Linked DNA regions of Sus scrofa: regions 1 and 2 are each linked to region 3. Evidence: chromatin contacts called from public Hi-C data. All regions are on one chromosome and are shown on one strand. The core of a region is the stretch at or near the end of the contact, and the rest is flanking DNA. Distances in the headings are between cores, read along the strand shown.

Region 1 (4,149 bases), core at 47-2,546, 160 kb before region 3:
TTCTTTTGATATGATAATGCTATTGATGAGACTAATGCTTTCTTTTAGTTTAGTTATACCTTGATTGGATTTCCTGGCCTGCTCTTCCAACTTTGATTTTTAAAATGCTCTACACTTAATCTCATTATTTGTGGATTAGAGTAACTTTAACCCCCCCTTGGACATTTCATCCAAATTCCAGTAGCTCCTTAGATATTGGTTTTTATTTTTATTTTTTTATTTTTTTGTCTTTTGTCTTTTTTGTTGTTGTTGTTGTTGTTGTTGTTGCTATTTCTTGGGCCGCTCCCGCGGCATATGGAGGTTCCCAGACTAGGGGTTGAATCGGAGCTGTAGCCACCGGCCTACGCCAGAGCCACAGCAACGCGGGATCCGAGCCGCGTCTGCAACCTACACCACAGCTCACGGCAACGCCGGATCCTTAACCCACTGAGCAAGGGCAGGGACCGAACCCGCAACCTCATGGTTCCTAGTCGGATTCGTTAACCACTGCGCCACGACGGGAACTCCTCCTTAGATATTGTTGACTACAACTACCAGGGTGCTCTAGACCAGAAAATGTGTTTTCTTGTGTTTTCTTCCATTATCTTTAGTCCCACACCTACTCCTCTAATACAAAACTGCTCCTCCTCTAATCCCTTATAGATTATATATTAAGGAAGAACCTTTAGATGAAAGTACATGTTGCACCCCAAGTGATGATTCAGGCTGAGAACCAGGTTTTAGTAAAATTGCTACCGTGGTATGTTACTGTTTGGGAGAATGATTTTTTTTTTTTAAATGGAGTGTTGACTAATGTGCCAAATATCAGTGCTGTTCCAGGTAATAGACAGATAGGTTTTTGTATTTGGATGTGATGTTTAGAATCACAGGTCATTACATGTAGCCTGTGCTTTCATCCTGCTTCTCTCTCTCTCTCTCTCTCTCTCTCTCTCTCTCTTTTTTTTTTTTTTTTTTGCCTCACTCAGGGCATGTGGAAGTTCCCAGGCCAGGGATTGAACCTGTGCCATAGCAGTGACCTGAGGTGCTGCAATGACAGCTTGAGTACACCTCAGGAGAACTCTTCATTCTGCTTTTCCTATCTGTTCAGAGGAATCACTGTCAGGTCCATCTGCTCATTCTCCATTTTGTGTACTCTCATGAAATTATGTTAGGAGCATTGGTTTCCTATATATGGTTGCCTTATTTTAATGTCTTGGACAACAGAGGTTGAGTCATTGGAGTTAATAAAGAAGGGCTTTTTAGATGCCTGACTCAGAATCTTTTTCACACAGTTAAGAAAACCATATCTTCACAGAGATGAGTGTCTACCTAATTTAAATATGAGAAAATTGAGGCCCAGCCCTTGAGAGACTAGTCAGTAATGAGTCAAGAAGAATAGAATGATGAAGTCATGAATTCTGTCATCATTATCATAATTAATGTTGAGCATTTATGTGTTCCACACATTATTTCTATATAATCTCATTTAATCTCCATATACTTTTGAAGAGAGTTTTGGTTTTTGTTTTTTCTTTTTCATTAAGGAAAAAAATGTTGAAATTGAGGCTTAGAGGTTAAATAACTTGTCCAGGAGTTCTGGGTATCTGGTAATAGTCTGTGCAGTTTTTCTTTTTGTTTCAATTCATACTATATAGTATGTTTTCATCTGTTAGCAGTTCCTATCACTTTTGCTGTCCAGAGAATCTGACTTCTTGGAGATAAAAACTAGAATGCCTCTCTAACAATGACTTGGATGGGGTATGATGATCTTCATCAGTATGCATGATTTATTTTATGAAAATATTGAAAGCATCATTTATAAGTAGCCCACTCTGGTTCAGAGAAGTCTGAAATGGTTTTGTTTTTATAGAGTATGAGCACACTGGTTAGTGAGGCTGAAGGAGAGGATGAGGAGAGAGTTAGAAAGAGATGAGGCACTGAGCAGAAGTGACAAGCCTGTGAAGCAGACAGTCTATCGATTTAGGCTGTGAACTGCATTCTGGAGAAAAGAACTGAAATCCATTATGCCAAGTGCAGCATACAAATCCCTTTGAAAAGCAGTTAGATGTCATCTAATCCCAAATCATTTAAAAACAATTTTGGAATAACCTAAAATGCCCTAAGCAATTTGTCTCTTAAGACGGAACAGTGTAATGAATGGACAAATAGTATTTTAATGGTGCCTTCCTCTCATACATTGTGTTTAATGGTGTGAAATAATGTGTTAAATTGTACCTTTGATATTTGCACATCAGGGATATATTCCCTTAAATATTTTAAAACACACCAAACATAGGATATAGAAGAAACCTTATCAGGTACCTCTCTTTAAAAGAATTTTTTTTTTAATTTTGATGTAATTTCAGACTTCTAGAAGAGATGCAAAAATAGTATCTCTATTAAGTATGTATTACTTTGCCAGGTACCTTTTCTTAAGCTCCACTTGAAGAAATAAAGGTCTGAGTTTGTTGATGAAGGTACTGTGTCACACAGAGATACAGGGCGGGGATATGACTTCCAGCAGAAAAGATAGCGTGGAAAAGGAGTTCCGATGATAGCTGAGTGATTCTTAATCTTTTTTGGATTTGTGGCTTCCTGTAGTTGTTTTATTTTGTAATTAAATTTTATTTTGAAATACAGGATACTCCTTGAGATAATTTAGTAGTCCCGAAGTTAAGAACCACTGTGTTACAAGGATGAGTTGTTATATGTATAATGGCATGAGAGTGAAAAGAGATAATTAAAAGCCAAAGAAAAAAAATTTTGAAAGAGCTCAAGAATATAAAACAGAAGCCAGAGCCTCAGAAAAGTAAAAATTCAGTCATCTGCATGGGAACAGTTGACCTGAAGAAGAACAACATATCAGAGTGGGACTTAAGAAAGCACTTAATTGAGAGGAGCAAAGAATTTTAGATGTTCTCAGAGAAGGAGAGTTTTAAGATAGAGTAGAAGAAAAATGAGAAGTTCTGCAGGAATAGATAATTATGTTCTCTTGTAGCCAGAAGAGTCCTATTTCTATATCTCTATGACTACCCTTTTAATTTTATTTTTTGGTAAACTCTAGATAGGCATTGTTGTATACCATTATATAATGGTCAAATTTCAGATGTCTGTGCAAGTAGAGTTTATGTTAGTGTATAAATTAAACATTCAAGTTTTCAGTATGTGTAAAAATTAAAAATACAAATATCCTTGACTCAGAAAATTTACCTTTAAGAATCTATTCTTTAAAAAATCAAATAATATGCAAAGTTTTATAAAAGGTAATAAGGGCGCGTTTTATTATTCTGCTCTAAGATTAGTCATTTATTCTTTGCACAGAAGTTGCTGGTATTTGAGGGAAATGTTTTTAATCATGGTAAAATTCACATAACATAAAATTCACTGTTTTTAACTGAACAGGTCGGTAGTGTTAAGTACACTAACATTTTTGTGTGATCTCCAGAATTCTTTTGATCTTGCCAAAACTGAAACTCTGTCCTTGTGAAACAACTCTTCGGTTTCCCTTCCCCCAGCCCCTTGCAGCCAGCCTTCTACTTTCTATCTCTCTGACTAACCACCCTAGGTACTAGCCTACCCTGGTACCCTAGGTACTGTCTGATCCCATAAGTGGAATCATACAGTATTTGTCTTCTTGTGACTGGCTTTATTTTACTTAGAAAGCCCTCAAGGTTCATCGATATTGTAGCATGCGTCAGAATTTCTTTTATTTTAACTGGATTTTTTTTCACTTTTATTAGGTATAATTGACAAATAAAATGGAGGAAAAGGTCGTTTTACCATGTACCCCTTTACCCTGCACCCTGGCACAGCCTCCCCCACTATCAGCATCCCACATCACCACTGCATTTGTTACAACGTCTACATTAACACATCATTACCACTCCAAGTCCATAATTTACATTATGGTTTCCTCTTTGTACAGTCTATGGATTGAGACAAATGTATAAAGACATTTATCTACCATTATGGTATCATATATGGTAGTTTCACTGCCCCACAAAATTCTCTGTGCTCTACCTGTTCATCCCTCCCTCCACCTGAGCCCCTTGCAACCACTGATCTTTTTATTCTCACCATAGTTTTGCCTTTTCTAGAACTTCATATAGTTGGAATTAAACATTCTATAGCCTCTTCAGGTTGACTTCTTACACTTAGTAATATACACAA
Region 2 (4,363 bases), core at 612-3,111, 160 kb after region 3:
GTCCCATATGTAAGAATGATAATATGGTATTTGTCTTTCTCTGATATTTCACTTAGCATAATGCCCTCAAGATCCATTCATGTTGTCACGAATGGACAGATTTCATCCTTTTTATGGCTGAAAATATTCTACTGTATATATATGTTTTTGCTTTCTTTGGATAAATACCCAAAAGTGGAACTGCTGGATCATACAGTAATCCTATTTTAAATTTTTTGAGGAATCTCTATATGATTTCCCATATTTTCCATAGTGACTGCACCAATTTACATTCCTACCAACATACAGGAGGGTTCCTTTTTCTCTACACCCTCTCCAACACTTATTATTTGTAGATTTTTTTTTGTTTTCTTCCCACGGTACATGAAAGTTCCTGGGCTACGGGTAGAATCAGGGCTGTAGCTGCAGGCCTATGCTGAAGCTTGAGGCAAACTGGATCTTTTTTTTTTTTTTTTTTTTTTTTGTCTTTTGTTGTTGTTGTTGTTGTTGTTGTTATTGTTGCTATCTCTTGGTTCTTGGGCCACTCCCGCGGCATATGGAGGTTCCCAGGCTAGGGGTTGAATCGGAGCTGTAGCCACCGGCCTACGCCAGAGCCACAGCAACGCGGGATCCGAGCCGCGTCTGCAACCTACACCACAGCTCACGGCAACGCCAGATCGTTAACCCACTGAGCAAGGGCAGGGACCAAACCCGCGACCTCATGGTTCCTAGTCGGATTTGTTAACCACTGCGCCACGACGGGAACTCCGCAAACTGGATCTTAACCCACTGAGTAAGGCCAGGGATTGAATCAGGATCCTCAAGGACACTATGTCAGATTCTTAACCCGCTGAGCCACACAGGAACTCCTTTTTTTTTTTTTTTTTTTTTTTTGGTTTTTTGAATGAAAGCCATTCTGACAGGGGTAAAATTATAATCTCACCTTGGTTTTGGTTGCATTTCCCTGATATAGAGCATGTTTCCATGTACCTGTTGGCCATCTGCATGTCTTCTTTGGAAAAGCCTATATTTTATTTATTTATTCATTCATTTAGCTTTTTAAGGCCGCACATACAGCATATGGAGGTTCCCAGGCTTGAATCGAAGCTGTAGCTGCCGGCCTACGCCACAACAGCAGGATCCGAGCTGCATGTATGACCTACACTGCAGCTCACAGCAACGCTAGATACTTAAGCCACTGAGCCAGGCGAGGGATCAAACCTGCATCCTCACGGATACTTCCAGCTTCACAGCTCATTACTGCTGAGCCACAAGGGGAACTCCCAGAAGTGCTTATTTTGTTATTGGATGTTGTGTGTGTATGTATGCTGTGAGTTCTTTATACATTTTTGGTATTAGTCTCTGATCAGATTATGATTTACAAACATCTTCTGTCATTCAGTAGGTCGTCTTGGACGAATCTTGACCAAGCGGATGGTATTCAAGCCTGAGTTCTGTCCTCGAGCTCCTTAGAGGCTGTGAGCTCTCGCAGGTGATCCCATCGCGTCACAAGACCGTGCGTGCTCCTTTCCCTTCAGGAAGCTGGCCTCTCCTCCCTCTCATTCCTGGGTTCTAGGATTTGCTTACCGCCGCAACCTTCACTGTCTCCGTCCAGAGCAAACTGACAAGGCAGGTGCAGTGTTTGAAAGCTGAGCTCACATTGTCTGACATTTCTCTCTTTGAAAGGTGGGGATCCTTGTCTTCGGATTGGAGTTGACCTTCATGACTTTCTTGTAACTTGAGGCGAGTTCAGAGAGGCTAGTTCATGCAGCTTCCACTCGGCTTTCCCAGCAAGGCCCCAATAGCCTTTATAAGGCTGTGGCAAAGGTCGGGGCTGGGATTCGCCCTGGGTTGGCAGGTTAACCGGAAAGCCAGTCATCAGGAGGCTGAGGTCATGTTCCAGGCAGCCGGGCCAGAACTAGGTCCTCCCCTCCCTGCCGCCTCGCCCTCCCCTCAGGGAGCCTCACTTCCCGGACTGGAAAGCAGAGGGCCGCGGACCACATGAGACGCTGAGGCTTTACAGGGGCTTGGATTGCACTGCAGGGGTGCCACCCCCAAGGCGCCAGTTGCTGGGGGGCGGTGTGTGAAAGGGGGGCTGCAAGGTGAGGGAGCCCAGCCACAGCACAGCAGTGGGAGCGGGCCTGGCGCCATCCCCATCTCCGTCCCGCAGGCCCGGGGAAGCTGGCCTCTTGGCCGGTACTTCGTTTTAGGGGCCCTTTAGCTCCTTCCTGGAGGAGAGCCGCACTCTGGGCCGTTTCCTGACTCCCCGTCCCACCCGCAGGTGTGCTGACCTGGCCTCCTCCTCAGGACCCCCTTCCCCAGCTGGGCCACGGATGGTCCCTGCCGTGGAAATCACCTCAAGGCTGAAAACGTCTTCCTCCGGGTCGTGCAGAAGGGCCCTCACCCTTTCTCCTCTGGCACGTCCTGCTGGTCGCCCTCACCATGGAGTCGGAGAGAGAACGGTCAGGACCTTCCTTCAACATTTACTGTATTTTTTGAAAAGGTGTTTTCTAATTATATCGCAGTTACCTTTGTGTGTCTGTGAAACAGAGTCCCTTTTTTCTTCCTCATTTTACTCTGGAAAAACCCCAGATGGAGCTAGTGGGAGTTGACCCATATCACTGCTGATCTGCAGGGTTGGCCTGGGGAATGCTGGGCTTGGCAAGACTGCCTGGGGCCCCCTGGGGGCCAGGGGGTGCAGAGGTGGCTCAGTGGTGTGGGGGGTGGCGTGGAGGGGAAGAGGAAGCTGCCGCCCCATCCAGTCTTTCCTCCTTGGCTTCACCTCTGATTCCTGGAAATGTTTTCCAAAGGCTCTGAGGCCTCAGCTCTGGTTCTGCTCATCCCAGAATGGGCCCTGGGGCCTTGGGCCTGTTGTCAAGCCCCCGCCAGGCTTTTCACTCACTTTGGAGCTATGTCTCCGGGGTCAAACTGCTTTGTCTTGCTTTCTGAAGGGAGAAGCAGCAGAAAGTGCTGGCACTCGTGAGTGCAGCAGGCAGAAGATGTTCCAGCCTCCTGGCAGCCTGCTGGTCCAGCTCCAGGCCCAGGTGGCTGCCGGCTGGATGATTCAGGTAAGCTGTGCTGGACAAACAAGCCAGTATTCTCACCCCAGCAGGTGAGGACTGTAATTAACTCTCCTGTCGTCACTGTACCATCACCTTCTGAGAGTGGGCTTGCCAGGCTCAGAGCCAGGACCCGAGAAGATCGGCAGGAATGTGGTTTTCTTGGTCTATGTCTTCTTGCCCCAGATGCTTCCGGATGCTTCTAGAGCTGGGCTTGGAGTTGAGTCACCAGCACCTGCATTGTCTGATGATGTCACAGAGGCTGCTGGGCTAAAAAAGGTCCCTACTCGGAGCAAGGACAGTGTGGTGCAGAGATGGAAGTGCCTCTTCCTCCTGACCCCAACACCTGTCTTGTCCATCCCTGATGCTCTTTTCCTTCAGGGAATAAACACAAGGCAAACTGAAGAAATTGGCCAGAGAGATCACTGAACTGAAGCCAATATGGTAGCTGAGTGGCCAGGTGTGCAGCTTAGGACCGTCATACCTGCCTTATTTCAATAATACTAGGAAGGAGTTCCTGCTCCTTTTAGGAGGCACAAGGGGTTAAGAATCCAACTGCAGCAGCTGGGGTGGCTGTGGAGGTGCAGGTTCTACCCCTGGCCTGGCTCAGTGGGTTAAAGGATCTGGCATTGCAACGCAGATTCAATCCCTGGCCTGGGAACTTGCATATGCCACAGGTGCAGCCATTTACAAAAAGGTACTAAAAACATAGCTAGTATTTACTGAGCACTTACTACCTGTCAGCTGTTCTAAACACTTCACGTATCTCACTTAATCCTCAAACATCCCTAGGACAGAACTACCAGCATTATCACCTTTTCACAGATGGAAGAAACTGAGACATGGAGTTGCTGGCTCAGAAGCACACAGCGAGTAACCTGGAAATCCAGGATTTGAACCCAGGCTGCCGGATCTGGAGCCGCAGTGCTCCTACCCACCACGTCGCTGCCTCTTCTGCTGTCAGTCCGTGGCGCTGTAGTGGAAGAGGCCCAAGCAGGGGACCCCAGCATTTCTGGCCTGGCACAGCCACAACACCCACGGTGTGACCTGGGCTCCCTCTCCCGCCCGCTGGCCTCCAGATGCCTCACAGTGGAAGTGGGGGGTTAAGCCAAGGAGTCTTTGCAACTCGTTGATGCACATAACACTGTGGCGTTCTAGGGCTCTGCTGCCCGTGAAGACGGCACTAAGGTTCCTCTCTCCTCCTCTGGACCGTTCTGTAGGAAGCGCTTGCTCCCGATTAGCAATGGCAGCGTCACAGGCATTTGAGGAGGGTGGTGATAGACTCACAGCCTGGTGCCACTGATGGAGCAAAGCTGCTTCCCCAC
Region 3 (4,141 bases), core at 1,592-4,091:
CACACACACACACAACACACACACACACACACACACACACGCATATATATGTTCACACATACAACATAAACACAATACCTTTCTTGGAGTTCCCATCATGGCCCAGTGGAAAAGAAGCCGACTAGGAACCCTGAGGTTGCAGGTTCAATCCCTGGCCACGCTCAGTGGGTCAAGGACCTGGTGTTGCCATGAGCTGTGGTATAGGTCGCAGACGCGGCTTGGATCTGGCATGGCTGTGGCTGTGGCTGTGGTGTAGGCCTGCAGTGGTAGCTCCGATTTGTTTTTTTTGTTTTTTGTTTTTTGGTCATTTTGCCATTTCTAGGGCTGCTCCCGCAGCACATGGAGGTTCCCAGGCTAAGGGTCCAACCGGAGCTGTAGCCACCGGCCCACGCTACAGCCACAGCAACACAGGATCCAAGCTGCATCTGCGACCCACACCACAGCTCATGGCAACGCTGGATCCTTAACCCACTGAGCAAGGCCAGGGATCAAACCTGCAACCCCATGGTTCCTAGTCAGATTTTCTAACCACTGCACCACGACGGGAACTCCTATAGCTCCAATTTGACCCCCAGCCTGGGAACATCCATATGCCGCGAGTGCGGCCCTAAAAAGGAAAAAACAAAAACAAAAAACAACCAAACAAACAAAAAATCCATAATATCTTTCTCACCTATAAAAAAGTATAGATTTGTTAATATCACATATCCAGTCATTGTTCAAATTTCCCCAATTTGCCTCATAATTTTTATTTATTTATTTTACTTTTTGGGCTGCTCCACACCATACACAGTTCCCAGGCGGGGATCAGTCTGAGCTGCAGTTGTGACCTAAGCTGCAGCTACAGCAACGCCAGATCCTTAACCCACTGTGCCAGGCTGGGGTGAACCTAGGTCCCAGTGCTCCCAAGATGCCACTGATCCCGTTGTGCCACAGGAGGAACTCCTAAAATAAATCTTGAGATAAGCTGTTCAGTGCTAACACATGGTCATAGTTATGGCTGTATAACTAATTACACCCCAAACTTAAAGGTTTACAACTACAAACAGTGCTTCTCTGTTTCAGTTTCTGAGCATCAGGAATCTGGGATTCAGGAGGCCTCGGCTGCAGTTATTCCTTGCTTGACTCCGTCTGGAGGAGCCACTGGTTTAGGGCTTCAATTTTTAGCCGGGTGAGTCCCTCCAAAGGGCAGCTCAGATCATATCAACTGACTTCCTCCAGAGCGAGAGAGCCGAGACAGCAAGGGAGCAAGACAGAGTTTACAGTGAAGGCTGCGGTCTTCCACTCCATCTCAGAAGCTACACCACCTGGGCCTTTCTTATCCTTCCTGCCCCTTTCTCCTGCCCTTGTACCCCAGACCCCCATCAATCCTGCCCTTCTGCCCTGCCCCATCTGCCCCTGCAGCCTGTGCCACTGTCCCTTCTTGCTCAGCCCTCTTGCTTCTGGAGAACACTTTGGGTCCCTGTCCACTCCTGTGTCTCTCCCTTTCCTCTGTGGTTTTGCTTTGTGCCTCTGATGCCTGATGACTTGGTCCAAAGCCACTATTCCACTCTAAACCTCCAGGTCAACCAGAACTTGAGACCCATCCACCTTCATCTTCCCACCAGGTCCACTCCCATCATCCTTGCACACCCCTGGCCAATCCCTTACCTGAGCTGCCCGGGGCCTTTCTCTCTTTATCCAGGTCCTTCCCATCCAGCCAGGCCTTGATCAAGCTCCCTCTTCCAGGAAGCCCCCTTCTTGTGGTTTGTAGTTCTTTCATGACCTTTATTCCCCTCTGCCCAAAAGGTCAGCTGGGGCGGCGGGCACAGCCAGCCCCTCCCAGGACTAGTGGACACCTTGACAGGGAGCGCATCACCTTGGGAGCCTTTGGGGCCTCCATGCTGAACTCCAGGTCTGCTCTGGGAACTCTTCCCCTGCAGGCATCACATGACATCCCTCTTCTCTGGGTCCCCACCCACTAGGACAGGGCCCTGGCTTCTGCTGGGACTGTTTCATCTTTGTTAATGCAGAGGAGAGATAGTTTGGTTCATGGCAGGTGGGGGCAGCCAGCTGGGATGGCTTTGCTCTGGCCGGGTCACTCCGGCTACCAGTGGCTCCTGAGGCCTGGTCTCCAGAGTCCCTCGGCTTCTCTCCTTTTCCAAGTCGCCAGGAATTCTGCGGCGCCTTCTTGACCTTCCAACAAATCTCTGCTTGTGCACTCACATCTGTCACTGGCTGCCAGGAGCCACGGCAGTGGGAAGTCAGGCTGGGAGGCTCTGGCTCCTACTGAGATGGGCAAGGGTGGGGAGGGTGGGGATGGGGGAAAGGGGCTGGAGGCTTATCTTTGGCATCCTCGTCTCTTTTTCTTTCTTTCTTTTTTTTTTTTTTTTTTTTTTTTTTTTTGTCTTTTTTGCTATTTCTTGGGCTGCTGCCACGGCATATGGAGGTTCCCAGGCCAGGGGTCGAATCGGAGCTGTAGCCACCGGCCTACGCCAGAGCCACAGCAACGCGGGATCCGAGCTGCGTCTGCAACCTACACCACAGCTCACGGCAACGCCGGATCGTTAACCCACTGAGCAAGGGCAGGGATCGAACCTGCAACCTCATGGTTCCTAGTCGGATTCGTTAACCACTGCGCCACGACGGGAACTCCCTCCGCTGTTTTTTCTTTCTGGCAACTGCAGGGTACCGCGGTGGGGATAAGGGGTCCCTGGTGACCGAGACGCCGCGAGGCCTCCGGGTTTCACCTGGGCCAGCTGGGTGAAGGGCGGGTCGGCCCGTGAGCCGGGGCCGCAGCGTGAGGCTCGCGCGCCCTCTGGTGCCCGAGGCGGGACTGGCTAAGGTGGCCGGGTTGGGCCGCGCCCCTCTGGCCGGTCTCCAATCCTGCGCCTCGGGTCCTGAGCCCCCACCCGCACCCAGAAGAGACTCCAGACTCTTCTGTCTGTCATCTCCGCGGCGGGGACCTGCGAGCCCTCGGAGTGACTGCAGCGTGAGGTCGCGGGCTCCAGCCAACGGCGCGCGCACAGGACCCGGGGCGCCCTGGAGTCCTGGAAGCCACGCCTCGGGGCCGCACCGGATGGACCCCGAGGGTCCCCACAACCCCGGCCGCCGCCTCGTTCGCCCACGACTGTGGCGTCCGCGCGCGGTAACAGAAGTGGGTGCAGGCTCTGGACTGTACGCGGGGACCCCGGGACCCCAGTATATTCTCTGTGGAGTGTGAGGTTCTGGGTTCTACTCCAAATCCCCGACAAAGGTCGCTTTTGTGACTTCTTTTCTTCTAAAAATTCTCACTCCACCTAGAGGCGTCCTGGGCTGCACCGTCCAGGAGGTGCCACCAGCCGCTTGAGCCAGTCAATGTGATGACGGAGGAACTGAATTTTTCATCTTATTTAATTGTAATTAATTTAAATTCAAAAACAAGCAGTGTAAAAATTTCTGTAAACATTGATTTTTTTTTTTTTTTAAGAAATGTGGCTTCTAGATGGATAAAAGGTCCTACTCTATAGCACAGGGAACTATATCCAATCCATATATATATAACTGGGTCACTGTGCTGCAGAAATTGGCACAATACTGTAAATCAACTATGCTGTAATAAAAAAGAAATCAATAGCAAATAAAAAATAAAAAAAGAATGGACATTTTTAAAAAGCAAGTTGATTTTTCCTGGCATAGACCATGATAGAAAGAATATTACAGAAGTTCCCATCATGGTTCAGCAGTTAACGAATCCAACTAGATCCATGAGAATGCAGGTTCAATCTCTGGCCTTGCTCAATGGGTTAAGGATCTGGCATTGCCATGAGCTGTGGTGTAGGTTGCAGACAAGGCTCAGATCTGACATTGCCGTGTCTGAGGTGTAGGCTGGCGGCTACAGCTCCTATTCAACCCTTAGCCTGGGAATCTCCATGTGCTGTGGGTACAGTCCTAAAAAGACCAAAAAAAAAAAAAAAAAAAAAAAAAAGATTAAAAAAAGTATGTATATATAGGAGTTCCTGTTGTGTCTCAGTGGTTAACGAATCCGACTAGGAACCATGAGGCTGTGGTGTAGGCCAGCAGCTGTAGCTCTGATTGGACCCCTAGCCTGGGAACCTCCATATGCCATGGGTGCAGCCCTAGAAAAGACAAAAAAAAAAAAAAGAATGTGTATATATATTAT

What was found. Hi-C and Micro-C count contacts between places; a contact is called where the count stands out from the background.
Region 1: a contact with region 3 is called in a Hi-C map of alveolar macrophages, with 1.7 times the contacts expected there. The contact joins two enhancer-like sites. A contact is called at or near these places in 1 of 5 promoter capture datasets (liver) and 6 of 47 Hi-C or Micro-C datasets (alveolar macrophages, embryonic fibroblasts and skeletal muscle).
Region 2: a contact with region 3 is called in a Hi-C map of skeletal muscle, with 8 times the contacts expected there. The contact joins two enhancer-like sites. A contact is called at or near these places in 2 of 5 promoter capture datasets (fetal liver and liver), 27 of 47 Hi-C or Micro-C datasets (alveolar macrophages, blood, brain and 15 more) and 2 of 2 datasets of contacts at active chromatin or transcription factors (alveolar macrophages and skeletal muscle).

Annotation. Positions count from the first base shown.
Region 1 is chr18:19,091,753-19,095,901 of Sscrofa11.1, reverse strand. All of the region lies in intron 1 of NRF1 (nuclear respiratory factor 1), which reads left to right. Among named protein-coding and RNA genes, the nearest start is that of NRF1, 49 kb to the left of the region's middle. Within about 2 kb of position 1,296, at least 4 of the 83 cell types and tissues checked have an H3K27ac peak or open chromatin away from gene starts, as enhancers often do. A contact at or near this core is called in alveolar macrophages, where this site is marked.
Region 2 is chr18:18,772,364-18,776,726 of Sscrofa11.1, reverse strand. No RefSeq gene overlaps it. Among named protein-coding and RNA genes, the nearest start is that of ZC3HC1, 34 kb to the right of the region's middle. Within about 2 kb of position 1,861, at least 8 of the 83 cell types and tissues checked have an H3K27ac peak or open chromatin away from gene starts, as enhancers often do. A contact at or near this core is called in omental adipose tissue, retroperitoneal adipose tissue and skeletal muscle, where this site is marked.
Region 3 is chr18:18,935,816-18,939,956 of Sscrofa11.1, reverse strand. No RefSeq gene overlaps it. Among named protein-coding and RNA genes, the nearest start is that of MIR183, 44 kb to the left of the region's middle. Within about 2 kb of position 2,841, at least 29 of the 83 cell types and tissues checked have an H3K27ac peak or open chromatin away from gene starts, as enhancers often do. A contact at or near this core is called in alveolar macrophages, omental adipose tissue, retroperitoneal adipose tissue and 1 more, where this site is marked.